Linked DNA regions of Podarcis muralis: region 1 is linked to region 2. The links are chromatin contacts, called in public Hi-C maps. All regions are on one chromosome and are shown on one strand. The core of a region is the stretch at or near the end of the contact, and the rest is flanking DNA. Distances in the headings are between cores, read along the strand shown.

Region 1 (3,684 bases), core at 751-3,250, 150 kb after region 2:
GGGGCACACAATGCACCTCCTCCCCTCGCTAGTATCCGCCCCAGAGCCACGGCAAAGGTGTAAAAGAGCCACATGCGGCTCCGGAGCCGCAGGTTGCAGACCCCTGCTCTAGGCCATTATGGAACATGAAAACTAGGAGCTTGTAATAACTGCAGTTACACACTTCCTGTCCATTTTTTTTAATGGTGTGCAGGCACAGGGACAGAATTACCTTTGTGCATGCCCACAAAAGGCCAAGAAGACAGCGCCAAAACATTTCATGCAGGACACCGCACTCCTTGCTACTGGTATGGCCATCTGGCAGAGCTGTAGCTACAGGGGGGCTAGCTGGGGGTTTGTTTTTTTGCCCCAGTGGAAGCTCCCAGCCTATGTGTGTGGGTACGCAAATGCACATGGGATGTGTGTGCCAAACTGGGTCTTTGATCCGGGTGAAATAAAGCCTACTTTCGCCACGGGCCAGGAAACAATAGAATGTCTGTGAAGAACACATGCATTCAAAAATGAGTGGGTGGGTGGCCATGCACCAGTGATGCGCATGGAAAAACTGGATCTGAGTGACCCGTTTGTGAGATGGAGCTCTTGCCTAGAAGCACCCACCTTCAACATCCACGACACAGCCTGTGTCAAGGGACACTCCACAGAAGGCAGGACAAGACAGTGCTGTCCGTCTCTGTAAGCACCAAGCGTTGTCACTCAGGGGTCAGAGCAGGGGTCAGCAAACTTTTTCAGCAGCGGGCCGGTCCACTGTCCCTCAGACCTTGTGGGGGGTCAGACTGTATTTTTGGGGGGGAAATGAATGAATTCCTATGCTCCACAAATAACCCAGAGACGCATTTTAAATAAAAACACACATTCTACTCATGTCAAAACACGCTGATTCCCGGACCGTCTGCGGGCCAGATTGAGAAGGTGATTGGGCCGGATCCGGCCCACGGGCCTTAGGTTGCCTACCCATGGGGCAGAGCATCTGCAAAAGGTCCCAGGTTCAGTTCCTGACATCTCCAAAAAAAGGGCAAGGGTACCCTGTTTGAAACTTTGCTGCCAGTCTGTGCTGACAATACTGTGCTAGGTGGACCAATGGTTTGAATCGGCATAAGCCAACTTCCTGTGTTCCTGTGCAATTGCATTTGAAGCTGGGGGAGCGGAAGAAACGCTACAAATGAGCAGTTGAGGGAGATGAGATGCTGGAGGGAGGGGGCAGCTGGGAAACGAGATCAGTCTAGGGAGCAACAACTGGCTTTTCAAGAATAATTGAGTGAATGGTGTCCATTCCAAAGAAAACAGACGCTCCGGGAATACTCCAGGCAAAGGAACTCTGCACAGGCTCAGAAGCCCCCTCAGCTCAACGCGCCTGCAATTTGTAACAGCAGAGCTTAAACTTTACACTACAGAGTAGACCTATGTAGAACTGCGCTGTAAAGCTGGCAAGCACCCTCAGTGGCCACTCGTTTTTTGAGTGGTTTGTAAGTTTTGCAAAATTAATTGCAAAAGCGCAACATGCCACAATAGCTAAAACCAGACAACCTAAAAAGTTACTTCCGCTTACTTTTTTGGCATCATTACTTTGTACTTTGGTAATTTACTGGTGCCTGCTGTTTTTGAAGTCTGCCATATTCCTGTTCAGTAACTTTCAAATTATTATTATTTGCAAAATTGTATTATTAGAATACAAAACCACGACGAAGATAATGCAACCCACAAGGCCCAATAATCGAAGTTGCAAAAATGCCAGATGCGGCCACGATGGCCAAAGCAGCTCAGCCCATCAAGCTATACAATAATAATTGCAACTTTTTAAAAAACAAACCCCTCCCACAATGACTAAAATCAACACAAGCTAAAGAGTTGCTGCTGCTAACGATATTACTAGCAGGGATATTACCTCCAAGGCGAAAGAGAGGAGGAGCCCTTCGGAGGCCGGGAGGGGCGTGCGCGCCTCGCCTGGTGCCAAACTAACTTCTTGGCGGCGTCGCTCCGCCCCGCTTCGCCCGCGATTTGCATCCCTCCCGTCGGCCACGTCAGCCGGGAGTCCGGGTCCGGCTGCAGCCTCCGGAGGGGAGGGGGAGAGGGATACCCCCCCTTAAAAAACACCCCAGGACCCCCCCCCCCGCCCCCAGCCAGGATGGTCTTGCTTACCATGATTAGCCGGGTCCAAGACGGGCTTCTCCTGGCAGCTTCTATGCAAGAAACGGAGCAGGTAAGAGGAAGGAGGAACCCAGGAGTCCGGGGCTTCCAGGGCATCTCCGCCCCCCCCCCCGCTCAGCCGACCCTCTCCAGCTCTAACCACTAGGAAATCCTTTCCTCTCAAGGGTCACCTTTCCGCTTTTTAGGACCCTTTTCGCTACTTCTTACTTGCACCTGGTTTTGTTCTACGTGGGAAACTCAGCCAGATGGGCGGGGTATAAATAATAAATTATTATTATTATTGTTGGTGGGGGGGGGGAGTGAACTTTCAAACCTGGTTTCAGAGATGATTTAGGTAGGGGTTATGACAGTGGCGCACGTGGAGTGGGGGTGTTAAACAAATAAATTAATAGCACCAAACGTCCCGGGGCGTCTGTTTGAAGGCTGCAGTCTAGTACACACATCTGCAAGGAAACTCAATTGAAAAACAATGAGACACCTTTCTGAGTACAAATAATAATAATAATAATAATAATAATAATAATAATAATAATAATAATACATATAGCAGGGGTGGATAAATGCCAGTTTGGGGGACCTGATCTGGACCCACTCCTCCTCTTGGTAATTTTACTGACCCACTTCGAGATCCCATGGGTTTTGAAGGCAGTGCAAAATAAATAAGTAAATTAAAAAGTAAGATGGTGCCCTGATTTGGAATGCTCAGTGGTGGAGCACCTGCTTTGCTTGCAGAAATTCCCAGGTCCAGTCCTTATATTTCCAGGTACAGTTAGGGGAGGCCTCACTCTGGAACCCCGGAGTGCTGCTTCCGGCCAGTGTTGACAGTACTGAGCTAGGTGGGCCAGTGGTCTGACTTCCTGCGTTACAAATCTACCCTTCCCGCCATTGGAAAAAGGAAGAATAAATCCCTCTTCTGCCTCCCAGTTGATGTGTGGGGCAGATGAGTGTGCCCACTTTTGGCCCCACCCTCAGCTGCCATGTGGCCCTCACAGGTTTGGCTGAGGGCGAACGCGGCCCTTGATGCAAAAAGGGCTGCTCCAACGTATAGGAGACCGCTTCAAGTGTACTTTGTATTGTAGGCTAATTTTGTCTTTCCCCGGCACTTCATTACACACACTCATATATAGAACCAGCTTTAGGCAGGTGAACCATAACTGCTAAAGAGAGCTTCCTTGCTCAGAGGCAGTTTATCTTTGAATACCAGAACTTGGGAGAAGATCACAAGGGTCCTTCAGGAGCTAACAAAAATGGGCAGCTAACTAGGGATGCGGGTGGCGCTGTGGGTTAAACCACAGAGCCTAGGACTTCCTGATCAGAAGGTCGGCAGTTCGAATCCCCGTGACGGGGTGAGCTCCTGCCAACCTAGCAGTTTGAAAGCACGTCAAAGTGCAAGTAGATAAATAGGTACCACTCCGGCGGGAAGGTAAACGGCATTTCCATGCGCTGCTCTGGTTCGCCAGAAGCAGCTTAGTCATGTGACCCGGAAGCTGTACGCCGGCTCCCTCGGCCAATAAAGCGAGATGAGCGCCACAACTCCAG
Region 2 (3,579 bases), core at 875-3,374:
TACTTTGTCACCAATTTCCCCCTACACTGGAGTAGTACCAACACTACTGCACAGCTAATCCTAGCTGGCCACATGATGACATCACTGACATCAAACGCAGCTAATGCATAGTGCGATCAATGCTTTGTGAGTCACGATACCATGCCTTCACTTTGGATGTGTGGATACTTTTGCACCCTCTTGAATGCAGCCCCCAAACAGCTGGGGTGGGTGCTTTTTACAGGGGGGACAGAAGCGGCAACACCTCCAAAAAACACCCCGCTCCCCATTTTATCTCAGCGTTTTGTATATTTCAGTCATATCCAAGGACACAGAGTTACCAGGACAGAATGTCATGTGCCCTAAAAAGTGCTGGGATCCTGTCCAAATCCCATGCCAAGAAAAGCGAATGCCTGTAATCTGTATAATTGATGCATCAGTGCAGACTTTTCCTTAGTTTGCATAATTTTATTTGGCTTCCGCTAGCTCCACCTGCTGATTGCTATACATTCGACTGAGCTCTGGCTCCAGAGGGTTAGCAAGGTATTGGCACCACGTTTTTAAGAAGGAATCATGAGCCCTAGAAACTTGTTCCTTCTTGTTTCATAACAAAAGCCAAAATTTTAAATTTTGTAGCCGATTCCCATTTCTCATGTTAAACTTCAGTAGAAACCTGGGTAGGATACACTGTGCTCCTACGTACGAGGCTCCTACCTCCATCACAAACTACGTTTCTCCCACACGGAAAGCGTTTTTGGTTACATGGAAAGTGACAGCAGGCCTGGGATGGGATGTGAATCCCTTGTGTTTATTTAGTTGTTTAGAACACATTTATATACTGTTCTTCGAGCCAAAGCCTCTCATAAATGGAAAGCCTCTGCAGCACTTAGGCTGGCTGAGAGGTTGTAGCCCAGGGTGAGAGGATAGAGAGCCTTTTTTTTAGGCCTAGGAAGTAGTAGCCTAAAGGTAAAATTCACATTCGTCGTTCCACCCACGTTTGCCTCTGGCCTCACTCAACACTGGCATGTGACCCACAGAAACTGGACCTGAAGAGAATGCAAATTCCTTCCCTTAAAATGGTTCTCTATTCCTCTGTTAGAGCGGTTTTTTTGTCCCCACACAACTTGAATGGATATCCATGAGGCAACGCTATAGGGTCAAAGGCCACTAGGATTTTGCCCCCTCAGGCTCATGTACTCAAGTTCACTCAGCACCTATTAAGTCTTCTTTACAACTGAAGAATTCTGCTGAACTTACCTCATTCTCAATACAACACAAACAAGTGAGACCAAGAGAACTACGTCCAAAAGTCTGGGAGGCCTTTAGGGGTGTAGGGCTCTGCCCCACAGCCCCCCTTAGCCCATGGCCCATATCTGCCTGTCCAAACATTTCTGGTGGGCCCATAAATTTGATTTTTTTTTCCTTTGTAAAAATGGCCGCTCCCCTCTTTTGTGTCCCTCCAGGTCCTCCACCCCAGTTTGTTTTGCCCAATGTGGGGCTTGAACCCACAAGCCTGAGATGAAGAATCTCCTGCTCTGCGAACACACGCACATTTACAGCGCATGGTTCCCCCCTTTCCAAAAAAAAAAAAAAGAACCCTGGGAATTGTAGTTTGTTAAGAGTGCTGGGAGTTGCAGCTCTGCAAGGGGCTGAACTACAGTTCCCAGGAGTCTTGGGGGGGGGGGGTCATGTGCTTTAAGCATACTGTGCATAAGCATCCCGCCCATCCATTCCTTCTTTCTTTCTCTCTCTCCAGCGCATAACTCCAAGGCTGCATCAGGTTCGATCCAGCTGCGTAATCCCATATTGTAGAGGGTTGGACTAGATGACCTGGAGGACCCCTTCCCTTCCAACTCTATGATTATACAGTATTCTAATCTTCAGAGGAAGGAAGCCGGCTGGCTCCTTGCGCCTTCTCGCTGCCCCCCTCCAGGTTCTTTTCTTCCAGCTGGGGGCAGCAAAGAGACATAGAGAGAGAGCGCTGTTCCATATACAGTAAATGTATTCTATATACACACAGCAGCGCTAGCTTGGAAAAGGAGGGGAGGCGTCAAGAAGAAAGGAGAAGGAGGAGGGAGGAAAACCCAGAGAAGCTGCTCTCTCCTCCTCCATCTCCTCCTCCTTTTTCCTCCTCTTCCCTCCCTCTTTCCAGCTCCTCCTCCTCCTCCTCCTCCAGCCCTTGTGTGGGACTCCATTTTCCCAGCCCCAAAGTCTCCAAGGGAAGGGGGCCGTGGGAGCGCGCAGCCAAGATGGAATAATAGAGATCTCTAGATCTTGCCTATAGCTATCTGTAGATCTATATAGCTATACAAAACCCAGCCGTGCCTCGACGACGTCGCCCGGGCGCCTCCGGATTTGGGCAGCGTTAGGATCGGCGTCTTTGTGTGCGCGCTCGCTCGCGCTCGGCTGGACAGTTTTCGCCTTGGTGGCTTTTTGCGCCCCCGCGGAATGGATGACCAAGGGAGGCTGATCCAAGCTCGGGGGGCCGTGGGGCTCCCGCCGGGCCATCCGGCCGTGCCGGGGGTCCCTAGCATGACCCCCCACTCCCTCCACGAGCCCCCCTCGGATAACGGCGAGCCGCGCAAGCAAGACATCGGCGACATCCTGCAACAGATCATGACCATCACCGACCAAAGCTTGGACGAGGCGCAGGCAAAGTTGGTTACCCTCTCGCCATTCCGGGGCGCACGGGCTGGTGGGGGAGAGGGGGGTGCTGGAAAGTTGCCTGGGAGGGTACCTCCCTTTGTGTGTGGCGAGGAGTAGTTTGGGATGCAAGCTGTGGGACCGAGACCTGGGGGCCGTGGGGTGGCCCGCGCTTTCCAGCGGAGTTTGGTGGTGCCGGATTTCGGGGGCGCATGTTGTGCGCCTGGGTGGAGACTTGGAAGTTCAAGGTTTCGGGCGGAGGTGCTCCAGTTTTATTGGGGTATTCCCCCAAATCCGGATTTGGGACTTGGGAAGCTGGATTGGGCAGGAACTGAACGTGGAGGGGGTGTTATTTGGGGGAACTTGATGGGGAAGAAAGATGAGGTTGAGGGTTAAGAATGGATTCCCTTGTCTGTTGCGGGGAACTTGAGTGGAGCCTCTTCAGAAAGGAGGAGAGCCTGAGGCCTGGAAGTCTGGAGCAAGTTGGCTCTTGTTTTTGTTGGGTGGAGAAGTTGGGAAGGAGAGGTTCGGATTTCAGGGGAGCCAAGCGTGGATTACAGAGAGGGTTGCTGGGGCCTGTTCCATTTGGGACTTGGGCCATTTTAGGGTAACTGAACTTGCTCTCTGGGGTTTGTAGCTTGTTGTGGGGCGTTCATATGCACAGGATGGTGGTGCTGGTAAACTGGTTTGGGAGGGGTGGTTGGTGTGGAATCCCAGCGTAAATAATAGGGGGAACTGGAATTTGGTTGAAGAGAGAGATTCTAGGGATTGCTGCTCACATTATTCCTGTGGCCCATACCTTCTCCTTAAACCACCAGACATTGCTTCCCTTCCAGATGTTTTAGTAGCCTGGCTTTTCACTCCCTGCCTGTTCACTTAGCCAAGCCACCAGATTTTCACATTTGGTTCAGGGGTATCCCAAACCCCTGAGGTTGATATTTTAGAGGGTCTCTGTTG

What was found. Hi-C and Micro-C count contacts between places; a contact is called where the count stands out from the background.
Region 1: a Hi-C map of tail shows a contact between it and region 2, with 3 times the contacts expected there. The contact joins the promoter of LOC114592385 here to the promoter of PBX2 in region 2. A contact is called at or near these places in 2 of 3 Hi-C or Micro-C datasets (blood and tail).

Annotation. Positions count from the first base shown.
Region 1 is chr2:113,572,215-113,575,898 of rPodMur119.hap1.1, forward strand. It overlaps LOC114592385 (vesicle-trafficking protein SEC22b-B-like), which reads left to right and starts at 2,001. Exons shown (of 5, transcript XM_028720521.2): 1 at 2,001-2,197. The coding sequence starts at 2,123.
Region 2 is chr2:113,417,736-113,421,314 of rPodMur119.hap1.1, forward strand. It overlaps PBX2 (PBX homeobox 2), which reads left to right and starts at 2,125. Exons shown (of 9, transcript XM_028720399.2): 1 at 2,125-2,636. The coding sequence starts at 2,428.